Regions from separate parts of the Bombyx mori genome. Here region 2 is linked to region 1. The links are chromatin contacts, called in public Hi-C maps. All regions are on one chromosome and are shown on one strand. Each heading gives the region's core, a stretch centred on a gene start, on an enhancer-like site or on the middle of the called end of the contact. The rest is flanking DNA. Distances are from core to core; before and after follow the strand shown.

Region 1 (7,364 bases), core at 1,965-4,464:
CTCTCTTTTTGCAAAGACATCTATAAAAACTGTTACTAGAATAATATTTTCAATGGCAGGGTGTGTAAATAAGAAAAGTAGTAGAGCACACCAATGGTCTTTTTTTTAAATTCCCCTTGTAGGCTGACGAGCCATACGGCCCACCTAATGGAGAGTGGTTACCGTCGCCCATGGACTTCGGCAATGCCAGGGGCAGAGCCATGTCGCTGCCTACCGTTAAATACTCTCCACTATCCTCGCTTGAAATAAATTTTAGAAAAAAGAATAAATTTTTGGACTTCATCAAAAAGCCAAAATTACTACAAGGCCTCAAAAAACAAAAGATATTCTAATAAAAAAATATGTATTATATGTGTTTCTAGAAAACTATAATGATTGAAATAAAAAAATGAAAATTATGTTGAAATTGGCACTGAAATAAAACTAAATTCTTAATATAATTTACATTGCATGCAAACGTGTACAGTTAAACAAATAATAATTGTTCGCACAGTTCGTCTAAAGTACACAGAGAAGTATAAAAATCATTTTAAATTTTTTGTTTACGACGGTACATTGAAAACGATGACCAAAACTCCAATACAATGAACAATGCTCGGACAAAAAGGTCACAATATTGATATCGTGATAAATGACACGTATATACAGCGTGATGTTATTTTATACAACGTATCCAATACTTCCTCAATAACCATTTACTGGTGGTAGGACTTCTTGTGAGTCCGCACGGGTAGTAATGCGTTTTGAAGGATGGGGCAGCCGTTGTAACTATACCGAAACCTTAGAACTTATATCTCAAGGTGGGTGGCGCATTTACGTTGTAGATGTCTATGGGCTCCAGTAACCACTTAACACCAGGTGGGCTGTGAGCTCGTCCACGCATCTAAGCAATAAATAAAAATATAACAAAAAGAACGTGTTTAAACGTTCATACTTGTATAAAATTAGCGAGTACCGAATTAATTGTCTTATTAGGCACTTTTTAGGACTCAACACTATCTGCTCATTATTATACTGGATTCTGCGCACATTGAATGCTACCAAAATTTTCAGGTATTTCTTATCCTACCTATCCTGAAAGAAAACGTGCAATAATACATATACGTATTATAATGTAGCCAAATCACTATGAGCTAAACATTTTTTTTATTGCTTATGTGGTTGGACGAGTTCACAGCCCATCTGGTGTTAAGTGGTTACCGGAGCCCATAGACATCTATAAAGTAAATACCGCCACCCACCTTGAGATATGAGTTCTAAGGTCTCTGTTTAGACAACGGCTGTCCCGCTCTTCAAACTGAAACGCGTTACTGTTTCACGGCAGAAATAGGCAGGGTGGTGGTACCTACCCGTGCTGACTCACAACACGTCCTACCACTAGTAATCAGCTTAAAGGCAATATTTTTCTTTTTGTTAATTAAACATTTAGCGAAATTTAATATTAATATCCTCGAAGTGTTAAAAGTATTTAATGTGTCGTCATAAGTTCCTTAAATGTCAATAATAATTTGGGAGCTTTAAAGTTTGTAATGAGCATCAACCTGTATGTTCCTTCTTTCCGGTCGGTCACAATCTGACCGTTACATTTCAATAATCGTCTTAACAGTCGAGATCGCTTATCGGACCGCGCCCACCTTAGTGACGGGACTGTCGAATAATAATCGATAAAGATTCACTAGTGGGCGTCTAATCGATATTAATCATGTTGGATTAGAACCACGCACATGTGCCTTAAAAAGATCTTGCCAATGTTACGGGTGTTATTATGTGATTGACATTCGTGGCCTAAGATAATTAACACTGATTAATAGTAGCGTCTTATAGTATTATAAATGTGCATTGAATGAAACGATTTCGGTTTCAGATTGAATAGTTCACAATCTCACCGTTCGATTATGTTAATTTTCGTTCACATCACTAAAAGAGTTGAGACACGACCGTATGGTTAATAAAATGCGTCTCGGGTTCACAATGAGCCATCAAATTACTGTTGAAGTGGGCGCGGCTTGACCACGTGACCTTATCACGAAACCGTTCAGGATACATTCATCACTTATGAAATCCCACCACATATGAGAATTCATGAAACGCATTACGCACACATTACATCCTTCGCTAACTATTATCTAACAGCTTCGCGGAATCCGTTAGATAAATATTCTTTTTTTTTTTTTCTCTCTCTGAATCCGGATAGCGTTACGTAGATTTCAATATCAACAGTCTCAAACCGCGCGTGCGTACGTGATTCCGGCCCGCGTATATTTCATAAGATTTTAGAGGTGCATGAATCAAGCGAGACACGGAACGGCGATCACTCACCGCCGCCGCACCGAACCCTCGGACCTTCGCCTGATTAGCATTCGATCCTCGCGCGCTCCCTAGGCCCAGCACTACGATATGTGAGAGCTATTACTAGACACTTTGCCAGTGTTAATATTGCTGTAAATCTTCCATCGGAAAGCGTTCTCATCAATTTGGCTTTTACATGTTTTAACAGAGCTTTCTCTTTGTCCACAGAGCCGAGTAACTACGTTTGTTCAACTTGCAAGGCTCGCGTGCACTCTGCGTGGAGATTACTTCAACACGTCCAACACGTGCACGGCGTTAAAATTTACGTGGAAACATTGCCCCAACCGCATCTCAACAAACAGAACCATTCATCATCAAGCACGTCTTCCTCAAGTTCTGGTTGTTCTTCTACGGGTGCACCTCTTCCTCCGCCCACATTGCGCCATCATCCTCTACTGCCACCTCCAGACATGCATTCCCCTTTTGGAGTTGGTGGTCTTTTGCGAATGCCGCTACCTGGTAGTCTACCTCCATTAGCCCACCCATCTGTTCCTCCAGCTCCATTATTTGCTCGGCCGAATCACCATGACCATCGCTTTAGAATGGAACAACTCGTTTCGGAACAATTTCGTCACCACGGACTGAACCTTGCAGCCGCAGCGGCCGCTGTAGCTGCTAACTCCCTTCCACCACATCAGGCGTTTCCGTCACCGGCGGATCGACCACCTGTAATACCAACAACAGTATCAGCTCGAGACAGACCACCACCAGTATCTCAACCACTTTCACTTGAACCCCAGCTGGATTTTTACTCGCAGCGCTTGCGGCAACTGGCCGGTACGACCAGTCCAGGGGCGGCCACAGGCAATTCGAGCTCTCCTAGCCCCAGGAAGCATTCGCCTCCGTTCGCTTCCCCGTCGCCCTCCCGAGTCGGTCAGACTCCACCGGTGGGCGCCGGACCCGGAACGGTGGATACCCCTCGTGAAGCGATCAAACCACATAGCTCGACTTCACCAGAACGCCGAATAGAGCCAATGGCAGCCGATGCTCCCCCTCCCGAGCGCTCCACGTCTACTCCGCCAGTGAAACGCAACAACGATGAGGCTATACATTCCTGTGAGTTTTGTGGCAAGAAATTTAGATTCGAAAACAATTTAATTGTACATCGACGCTCTCATACTGGGGAAAAACCCTTCAAATGCAGCGAATGTGATGAAACTTTTGAAAAAGCATCTAAATTAAAGAAACACATGAAAGTACATCGATTACCAGATGTAAATGGTGAAGATGGAGAATCTGGTGGCGACACTGGAGAAGATGATTCTGATGATGACATGGAAGATGAGGAGCTCGAAGGTGAAGACGAAGAAGAAAATGAAGATGGAGAAGATGTAGAGGAAGCAGAAGATCTAACTGTTTCCAATAGTAGTGCTCCTACTGCACCTTCGAGGAAGCAGACTCCAGCGATACCCGCACATCCCCCAACGGCTTCTGTTGTTGGAGAATTAATGGATAAATTTGGACTATCAAATATTGCTCAATATAGCGAAGCTTTCAAACAAGCACTCCAAGAATCTGGAAACTCACTGAAATGGCAGCTTGCGAAAGATCGGGATAATAATAATGGCCCTCCTAGTGACAAACCAAATGGTATGCCACCGACAGCAGCTTTACGGTTAAAAGAAGAATTTGCCAAAATGCCGCCACAGCCCCATCCTCTTTTTAACCCTTTTGAAAATCCTTTCGAAGCTTCTAAGCGAATGAAACTGGATATGGAGAGAAGTGAAGGATGGTGGCTTCCCACATTGCATGCCCAGAGACCTCCTGAAAATATATTTGAAGGCCTTAAAAACAGCGGTAACGGCCTTCTCCAGAACCCTTTATTAAAATCTAAAGACGGACGGCGGAATGATACCTGCGAATTTTGTGGCAAAGTATTCAAGAATTGCTCCAATTTGACGGTTCATCGTAGATCTCACACCGGCGAAAAACCTTACAAATGTGAGCTATGTTCCTATGCGTGCGCTCAGAGCTCAAAGCTCACTAGGCACATGAAAACTCACGGCCGACTCGGCAAAGACGTGTATCGATGCAGATTTTGCGAGATGCCTTTCTCTGTGCCCTCGACTTTAGAGAAGCATATGCGCAAGTGCGTTGTGAACCAAAGCAACGGCGCTCCTTTGGCCTTGTCGGATGATTCTAACGCATGTAGAGACGAGGCCTCGTGACTCTACCCGTGGGGTGGGCTACGCCTGCCGCCGCCTGCGCCTCCCAGCCAGATCTTCTAAGATCATAAACAAACCTCACCATTCGTCGCTTCCTATTTTAATTTATTAGCTGTTTGGCACGAGCGGTCTCAGGTCCTAACATTCTGTGTCTAGTCTTAAGAGTTGAATTATAAGGACATTAAAATTGCAATACGAGCCCAAAATTTCGTATCGAAAGGCATTATTTAGTTATCGTACCTATCCCACGAACGGAGCAAGTGTTGAAATTACCCGTTAAATCATTGTTAATGTTGATTTTAGGTGGATCATTGTTTATTTTTCGGAGGCTGTAAGGTACTTCGGACGTTTTTTTTTTTTATGTTACGTGCATTCATTCGATCTTGTTTTGACATGTTTTATTTATAGACAAAAGAAAATGTGGAAACCAATGCCAAAGTTAGCTATGTTGATTTATGTCGATCTAATTGTTTAGTTGTATAGTGTCAATTAAATTAATAAAATTTTCCAGTATTCATAGGATCTTCATAGTTCGATGTAGTACGTGTTTCTCGGTTAAGTTGTTTCGTAATTTTTAGGGATTTTATCGTGTATAATAAAAAAATAAGAAAAATGTTTCCTATCTTAGACGAATATTTGTGTAAATATATGATTTTAAGTGAATGTGTAAATGGAGTACCTACCTAATGATGTTCATGAACATGATTCTCATACATAAACCGAAAACGAATGAATACGGTAAGTTTCCTGAAATCGATATCTACGCGATGTAAAAAGCAAAATTGGAATCGATTTAAAGGTTAGGTTATTCGTAATGTCTGTGTTTAAATTAGTAATAAAAAACATATTTAAGAACCAGTGAGTGAATCGTATGACGTCGTTTCGCGTTTATTTTTATTGTACCCTAGTTTTTTTTTCTTTCTTAAGACTGACGTGAAATAATTCCAGTTTTGTTTTTCGATTGACTTTCCCCTGCGGTCTGCGTGGAATGAGACTTCGGAAGCACCATTTAGTCCAATCGTGAACCTATCAGTATACGTACTTAATGTAAAATAAATAAAAAAAGATAGAATTTATATTAGATAATTGTGTAAGTAAATTATGCGAATGTTTTGTCGTCCATTGTCGGTTCGTTGTAATTAAGGACTTCTTCGGACGATATAAAAAATAAAAGACATAATATAATTCTCTGGTATGTCGTTTGAATTAGTCCTTGATTCTATTTAGCTTAAATGTCTACAGTGAATATTTTTGGCAAGCAGATGGTTCAGGACACAGAACTGAAGACGAAACTGTTTGTTAAAAATATGAAGAAAAAAAAGAAATAAATCTGTATAATTATTATTTTCAAATAAACTACACATCTAACCACTGACTTAGGTCAGAGAATCGTGACGCAAGTAATAAAATTATGAATAATTTTTTTCGCAATATGCATGTTTGCAATATTAATATATTCATTTGTTTTTTTCATTTAAAGTATTGTAATAATAATTAGCGACAAACGGACGATAAATTGGACAAAACATTTGAAGTAAAAAAAAAAATAAGACAAATTTTATTGTGTAACTATGTGAAAGATGGAACTGTTTTTATTATTTTTCATTTTTATTATTTTTATTTCAATAAATATCCGTGATTTGTTAATCGATTGAATTGTTTTATTTCACCTATAGATAGTTGCCATAATGAGTGTTATATTCCATAGGAAACAATGACACCGGCTAGATTTATGATAATAATATGCAGTTTTAAAGTTGAAGTCTAAAAATTTATTTGCACATTACTGAAAGCAGAGTTTTTGTAGCCACCCATGAGCCCATGGACAAATTGAATATCGGCGCCCACCTTGAGACTTGTGGTCTATATCTACATTATAATAAACGCAAATTGAAATTATTGAGGTTCAATTTTTATTACACGAATTTTTTATTATGTAAACCCAAATTAATTATTTAAAGAACGATAAGAAAAGAATAACATTATTTACATACAAGTTTATTTAAAAAAAAATCGAGCTTAGTTACGTTTTTCTCTCATTGCATTTCTACTTCAATTTAGATCCTCCTCCTCGCGTCGTTTCCTCACTGCTGAGGGTCGTGACCATTATATGTCGACAGGATTTTGCTCCTTGTAATGTCCCGCCAGCGCCTCCGATCATTGGCCGCATGAGGGGCGTCGTGGAATGGGATCTCTAGTGTGGTGCGGATTTGGTCGAACCACCTTGTCAATTTAGTATAAACCATTAAATGATTATATAAGCTGATCTTTTTTTTTTTTATTGCTTTCGATAGGCAGACGAGCTTACGGCTCATCTGATGGGAAATGATAACCGTCGCCCATAGACATCCAAACTACATCAGTGACTCAGATGCGCTGCCTATCCTGACCTGGATGGGCAGCCTTATGTATGTTACACCGGCTATCCTGTCCTTCAGACCGGAACACAGTATTACTGTTTTACGGCAGAAATAGACAGGACGATGGTACCAACCCGGGCGGGCTTCTACACAGAACCCTACCACCAGTTAAACTTTAAATAGCGTGTAGACCGTGTAGTATAACTAGATCCTTCTTCATATCACGTCCTTCTTCAAACGAGGCTTGTGGAGAGTATTTAACGGTAGGCAGCGGCTTGGCTCTGCCCCTGGCGTTGGTGAAGTCCACGGGCGATGGTAACCACTCACCATCAGGTGGGCCGTATGCTCGTCGACCTACAAGGGCGATAAAGAAAAGAAAAAAAGAAGATAGGTGATTAAGATACTATAGCCTTCAAGGACTCCCATTGGAGTACTAATGTTGTCCTGCAACCCTGACATTCTTCTACGGTGTCCTCGTAGGTGGCTGGCA
Region 2 (7,364 bases), core at 2,080-4,579, 60 kb before region 1:
AGAGACGTCGGCTGCTTACAGGCAGATGGGCCGTATACTTGTATGCTTATAATGGCAAAAAAAAACAAAGAAAAAAGTTTATAAAACAAATTTGAAAATAACCAATTCCCATTCTTAGTGCAATAAATTGACGATAAATATTCGTATGAATTTCAGACGGTCAAAGCTTGCTAGAGCATAAAGTTTAAGAATCACATATTGAACAAAATAACCTTTTTATACTAAAATACTGCGGCACAAGAAGGCCATATCATTTTAAAACTAATTTGTTTAAAAAAAAAAAGCTGGGACGAGATAAACGGACTTTGAGAAAAAAAAACCTTTTCATTGTCTGAAAACAGACAAGTATATATAGATTCCTTTTTTTATTTTTTATTTTTATTGCTTAGATGGGTGGTCGAGCTCACAGCTCGCCTGATGTTAAGTGGTTACTGGAGCCCATAGACATCTATAACGTAAATGCGCCACCCACCTTGAGATATAAGTTCTAAGGTCTCAAGTTAGTTACAACGGCTGCCCCACCCTTCAAACCGAAACGCATTACTGCTTCACGGCAGAAATAGGCAGGGCGGTGGTACCCACCCGCGCGTACTCACAAGATGTCCTACCACCAGTAATTACGCAAATTATAATTTTGCGGGTTTGATTTTTATTACACGATTTATTATTCCTTCACCGTGGAAGTCAATCGTGAACAATTGTTAAGTACGTATTTCATTAGAAAAATTGGTACCCGCCTGCGGGATTCGAACATCGGTGCAACGCTAGATACGAATGCACCGGACGTCTTATCCTTTAGGCCACGACGACTTACACTTACTTAATTTGTTAAAAGATAATTAATATGCTCTTTTACGTTTATAATTGAAGGAGAGAAGACAATGATTAATAATATTAAAAAAAAAATCTGTCGCTGTTAGTTTAAAGGGCTATTGCAACTACGCAAGAATGGGTAAGTGAGCTCACGGGCTCAACCTGAGAGAATTTGCTAACACTAGCCCTAGCAAGAGCAGTGCTTCGCAGAATTTACCACCGAATCGGAATCGCGACCTAATGAGGAGATCTGGGTTTTTTTTCCCCTACTTAGCTGAGAGCCTTGAGAGGCTATTTCAGCGTAACCTTAACGAGCGATGACCGGTGCTTGAGGTACCTAAAAGCACCGTTAGTGGATCGGGAGGATCCGAAATGACGTGCTTGGGGCGACGTCGACTGCTTTCCATTCTGTCCGCAGGATCGGGAATGTAGTTACCGGCAGCCACGATGAGAGGGTTCTCGTGTCGTGCCGCTTTATCGAAGTGGCGCATTGACGCCCACTGTAGATACTTACTGATGGACTCTAAGTCCAGGGCGTCATAGAGGTAAGATCTGGCAATAAAGTCTTTTTTTACGTTTTTACTAATGAAATAGTTATGACTTACAAAAACTATTAATGATACTTAACACATGTTCACGAATTCTTTCCACGACGTATGACTAGTGTAATAAAAATCACACCCACAATACTTATAATTTGCATAATTATTGGTGCTGTGGTATCTTTGTGAGTCCGCATGGGAACATACCGCATACCACCACCCTGCCTATTTCTGTCGTGCAGCAGTAATGCATTTCGGTTTAAAGGGTGAGGAAAAACGTTCTACTATAAAACTGAGACTTAAAACACGTAGATATCGTCATTTACTTTGTTGATGTCTATGGGCCCCGGTAACCACTTAACATCAGGTAGACCGTGAGCTTGTTCACCATTAAGCAAAAAAAAAAATTTTAGATATTTTTATTGTCCCTTAAAATATGAACTTAATTACTTGAGTTATGTTTCCACTTAGGAACTAACCCAGGGTTCTTACACAAATATTTTCAGCGCCTCCTAACGGTGAGTAGCGTCGGGAAAATCAAAATTTCGACATCACTCACTATCCCTTTCCACATACTCACGTACTCCCACACATGAACGAGACAGCCGTACATCTAACCTGTTACTCCCGGGTTTCCGCGAAGGAAAACACCCAACCCTTGAGTCGTCTCAATTTTCAGTATCCACATGTATACATATGAAAGAGATAGTATTATTTTATATCGCGCCGGACAGCTGTAGTGACCAGTTTAACTAAGTTTGGAATAAATAGCCTTTGGGGGTGTGTTTGGTCAAGCGGTACTTAAACAGTTCCGCGTTAGAAGACGAGATAAATAATGAATATTTCAAATATTTTTTCTCTCCTGACAAATTTATTTTTATTTATTACTTTCATAATATCGGAATAAATAGGAAAACAGATGACGCAGTGTCATAAAAACAGACCTTAATCAAGCGATACTCTAAAGCGTGGAATTGCATACGAAAATTTAAATTTTTGCCGCAAATAATCCAAAACAACTGAACGTCTGATAGCCCTGATAGATATTTACTTCTTCTACAACACAGTCAAACAAAACACAATCACAAACCTAAAACAATCTCGACATTCTTAAAACAAAACAAAAAAAAAAAAAAAACAATTCCAAAATCAAACGAACCGAGATTCGAAATTTTCAATAATCGAACGCCGTCAAAGTCTGGAAACAATTATGAAAAACTTCGTTTTCGTGGCTCGTTCTCGCGCCGGTTAAGTCTCGACTGACACTCATAAAACTTATTAAAGTCAAGGACCGACCGAGATAAGTTGTTCGTGGCGTCTTAAGTAAAATAACGTTGAAGAAAAAACGCCGGAAACTTTCAGTGGAAACGACAGTTTGGCTACGTGTTGCGCTTTTACTCAAATTAGACGGGTTTTTAACGTTTAATTTAGTGATTGGAGGAGGGTTATTTTTCTTTTCTGCAATTGTTAAGACGTTTCTTTTTTTTTTTTTTCGTAGGCAAACGGAATAATATCACGCGCGTATATAACAACATAATGAGATTTATAAATCGTAAATGATATTCGCTTTAGACGCTACTTATGAGAGCGTAAATAAAATATGCAATCAATGCATTTTTCCAAATGTTTTGTTGCTAGGGAAAAACATTGCTAGCTCGCGTAGCATGCGTAGCTCAGTACTACGGAGGTAGAGTCTGGTAATGTTTTAAAAAAAATAATGCTTATACAAAAAAATAAAATAATGTATTAAAAGAACCGGGTACCTAATTTCATAAAATGGACTTTATTTAATGAGATTTAGTGAAATTTATTGGTAGTAAGACTAAATGCATCGTTCTCCAATTTCCTGAATTTACTTTGGACATCCTAATAAAATTTTGGACATATTTTACTTATAAAATCATACTTTACGTATTTACCGTTTTATCGTTCAGGCTCTTAAAAGTTAAGCCTCACAATAAAAGTACCTCACAACTTCAAACGAGCACTCAAGTTTCGGAGCTTTAAATATAAGCACGCCCTGAAACTGTACACTGACCGCGCTTACCGTCCCTTCAATTAAAAATTCCATCTTCTAATCGAGTCATGAAATATGCAAGCAAATATTATCCCTTTTTCTTTTGTACGCGTTGCATCTTCGCCCCACCCGCGCACGCACACCAACGCACGGCACTTGTGATTTGTAGCCGTCTCTTTCGGGAGCATGTGTGAGCTGATCGGCGTCGGCGGCAGCCGTCTCCGTCGAACAGCCGAGACGGCGGCGACCGAGAGTAACCCCTGGCTACTTCGTATGGACTCGCACGCGGCATCGTCGGCCGGCGGAGCGAGACGGCGCTAGTCGTGGACACGCGGAGGCCGTGGAGCCCTCGCGTGAAGGGACACAGGACAGACGCTCTCGGACACCGGGCGAGAGCGGGCGGCTGGCCTCGCACCTGCCTCGCACCGCACGCGACACATATACGATCGCGATCGCTCTCGTAAACATTACGAAATATTCACGTATATTTGCATAAAAACCATTTTATTTTAATACATTAATAACGTTCGTAAATTTATTTTATTATTTCGAATATCGACTATAGAAATTTCGACGACGGACAGTGACTGAAAATTTGTTATTTCAAGTGAAGAAGTTTAAACAGATGTTAGTAAATGGAGTGTGACCAAGCGAGCCGTTTGCCGAATCGCAGGATCGCCACTAGGCGCGGATAGATTAGATAGTGCACTGAGACGCTCATTCAAGTGTTGATAAGGCCCTATTTATGACCAGTCGATTTACGCGAAACATTCAACTAACGTGTGAACTGATTTGCCGCAACATGAAAAGGAAAAAGTAACTTAAGTACTGTTTGTTTTTCCGTGCGATGAGTACTTTAAGAAAATGATTGAGCGCTCTAAAACACCGTCGGACACTCGTAGGAGGATTTGTGATAAGTCGACCTCCGTTATCAGAAACGTTTTATGAACACGATAAACCGCTGGACCGGCGGCGGCACATGTGAAGTTTAACGAACTGTCTTCTGATAGAGACATATTAAGATAAATTGTTTCTAAGGATAAAACAAGTTGTCGAAGATCTAAAAATAGGTGACCAAATCAAGATGAGAATCAAAATGCCAGCTGTACGCATCGCGCAAGGTAAGGCCCCGATAATGATTTATTTTTGTACGAAAATTGTCTTTAGCGATATCGAATAAAACACGTCAATCATTGTGTGATAGTGTTAATTTATGTTTTCGAACATTTTTAAATAATACGGACGCAAATATTAATGATGTGTTCAAACAAAAATATCGTTAAAATCTAAACCTAAAATCTAAAGCGTATGTTGTAGAAATATATTTTACTTGTTCAAGGAATCGCAATTCAAAAATAAATAACCAAAAACAAACATCTTGATGTGCATCTAACTTATTTAAACATGTTTCAATGTGAAACATGTACATAATTTCAAAAATGATTTATCTTTACTCTTTCATGATTCTTGTTTATCTAACGGTGACCTGATAAATTTCTCTGTTATGGAGGTTAGACGTGAATCAAAATTTGTAATCCACTTTTTATTTCTAGAGTAATTAATAAATTAGAAACTAAATAGAACATAATATATGTTATACATTTTACTATTTTTAATAAAAAAAACGTAAAGAAAAATCATTTTCTCGGTACAAATTTAAAAAGTATTCGAACGCCAGATTTAGAAGAAAAAAAAAAACTCGCAAACACACATACGACGTCATCCCATCTGAGAGTCTATTCATACAACGACGAGCTACTTATTACCCCGTCTTACGTCAACATTGACATTACGAGGTGGTCACCATTCGTCCGAAGGGAAAATGAATGGAGTGGCCGCTTTCATACATTCTCGGACAGTTGATGAGTATTTTTTAAGGGACAATGACGGAATAGACCGCTGACTTTTAAAAGTTGACGTTCAAAAATATTTCATTTTGTTACATAAATAGGCAGACGAAATCTACCGCTATTTAGATGCTTCAGAATTATACTATTTTATTGTTCTGTAAAAAAATTAAGCAAACTGAAATCAAGAAATGAATGGACACATTTTTCGAAATTTCAGACTCCGCAAAAAAGACAGTCCTGTGAAAAAGTGTTCGTATTTTTTTTTAATATTGCAAAAAAAGAACTTAATATAATATATTACTAACTAAAAAATAGATTTATCAGCTAATTATCAACTTAGTTTGCTGTAACCGTTGATATTGTATTTATGGATTTAGTACCTCGGTACTGCTAATTTCTGAAATAATTGTGGAAACGTTAAAGGTGTTTTAAGTTGTTAAGGTTCAGCAAAGAGTGAGAATTCAATTGATAAGAACCAAGTCAGTCACGCTAAAACAATAAAAATGAAAAAAATCGTTCACCGACGAAGTTCATAAAATGAAATCCAATATACAAATATTAATAATGTAAGAACCGCAATGACCATTTGCTTTTTTACAAACGTATGGCTACCTTTTTCTTTATTTCTTTAGACAGCCACTTTTGTTACTAAAATAATAATACAGTTTTAATTTATTCGAATAACACATTTTTCGAGGTCACGGTTGATTAAGATATTATTTATTTTAAAGCTTAATTTTCAAAAACCCGTCAATAGTTTGTATAATTATTTTTGATTCTACTGAAATCGAAGAATGAAGACTCTATATTCGATATAACGAATAACTCCATCTTGCTACCTCCGATTTATCCTATTTATCAGCGTGGATTGAAAGTCATGGCTTGCCTTAACCATAACACCTACAGTAGATCTATATTGAAATAAGACCTCGAAATCTCAAATAATTATTTTTCTTTACAATAAAATTGTGATACGTAATAACATCTAACAGATCTTTGTTCTACTATTAGATTATTTTTTTATTGCTTAGATGGGTGGAAGAGCTCACAGCCCACCTGGTGTTAAGTGGTTACTGGAGCCCATAGACATCTACAACATAAATGCGCCACTCATCTTGAGGTATAAGTTCTAAGGTCTCAGTATAGTTACAACGGCTGCCCCACCCTTCAACCCGGAACGCATTACTGCTTCACGGCAGAAATAAGCAGGGTGGTGGTCCCTACCCGTGCGGATTCACAAGAGGTCCTACCACCAGTAAATTATTACAATACAAGTATTACAATAATAATATGTCTCAATTTATATTCTATTGCACTTATGACATTATAAATAAAATGTAACGAACTTGATTATTACTAATAGCGGCTCCTATTCATGAAAATGGCCTAATTAAAACGAGCTTAAAGTCAAATTCGTAGCGAAACACTTGAGTACTTTCTTCTTCGGATATAAATCTATCAACATAATTAATTTAGAGTAGATACAGGTGTTAGCTTAAATAACTTTTAATTTTGATTAATCCATTTGAGTTTTGTGCGCACTTGTACATGCACTTTAGTGGACCGAAAAAAAGAGTTTCAATAAGTAAAAATTAGTGGAACTTTTATTGAATAATAAGTTTCTTATGCAATTGTTAGAACAAACGGACGAGGAAGAACTAATAGCTTGAAGAGGCTCGCATCGTATACGCGTAGCTATTTAATTGTACCGGATTTACAAGAAGCCTATTAAAACACAAAAAAAATCTCTGTCAATATGAATTAGTGACGAGAATAATCGGCGGCTTTGTCGCTCAGAAGCAATATCTTACCTACCCTACCTTCGGTCCAGGATGCTTATTTCTGCACTGAAGTATCAGGTGTACCTTTCTAAAGACCAAAATTCGTCGTTATGATATATGTCATTAAGATTCAAATTCATTTTTTAGTAAACATTTATGTGCGTGTTCCGGTAACCGCATAGACCCAGATGGTATATCTATCCATCGATCGATAATAGTGAAAAAATATACCCATAGACATGTACAACGTAAATGCGCCACCCACCTTAAGATATAAGTTCTAAGGTCTCAGTATAGTTACAATGGCTGTCCCACCCTTCAAACCGAAACGCATTACTGCTTCACGGCAGAAATAGGCGGG

Evidence for each region. Hi-C and Micro-C count contacts between places; a contact is called where the count stands out from the background.
Region 2: a contact with region 1 is called in a Hi-C map of posterior silk gland, with 2.3 times the contacts expected there. The contact joins the promoter of LOC101739459 here to the enhancer-like site in region 1. A contact is called at or near these places in 2 of 7 Hi-C or Micro-C datasets (middle silk gland and posterior silk gland).

The regions. Positions count from the first base shown.
Region 1 is chr18:4,981,986-4,989,349 of ASM3026992v2, reverse strand. It overlaps LOC101739459 (B-cell lymphoma/leukemia 11A), which reads left to right. Exons shown (of 5, transcript XM_004928144.5): 5 at 2,518-6,165. The coding sequence ends at 4,517. Among protein-coding and RNA genes, the nearest start is that of LOC101739459, 60 kb to the left of the region's middle. Within about 2 kb of position 3,214, at least 2 of the 8 cell types and tissues checked have open chromatin away from gene starts, as enhancers often do.
Region 2 is chr18:5,041,686-5,049,049 of ASM3026992v2, reverse strand. LOC101739459 (B-cell lymphoma/leukemia 11A) reads left to right here and starts at 3,329. Exons shown (of 5, transcript XM_004928144.5): 1 at 3,329-4,493. The coding sequence starts at 4,457.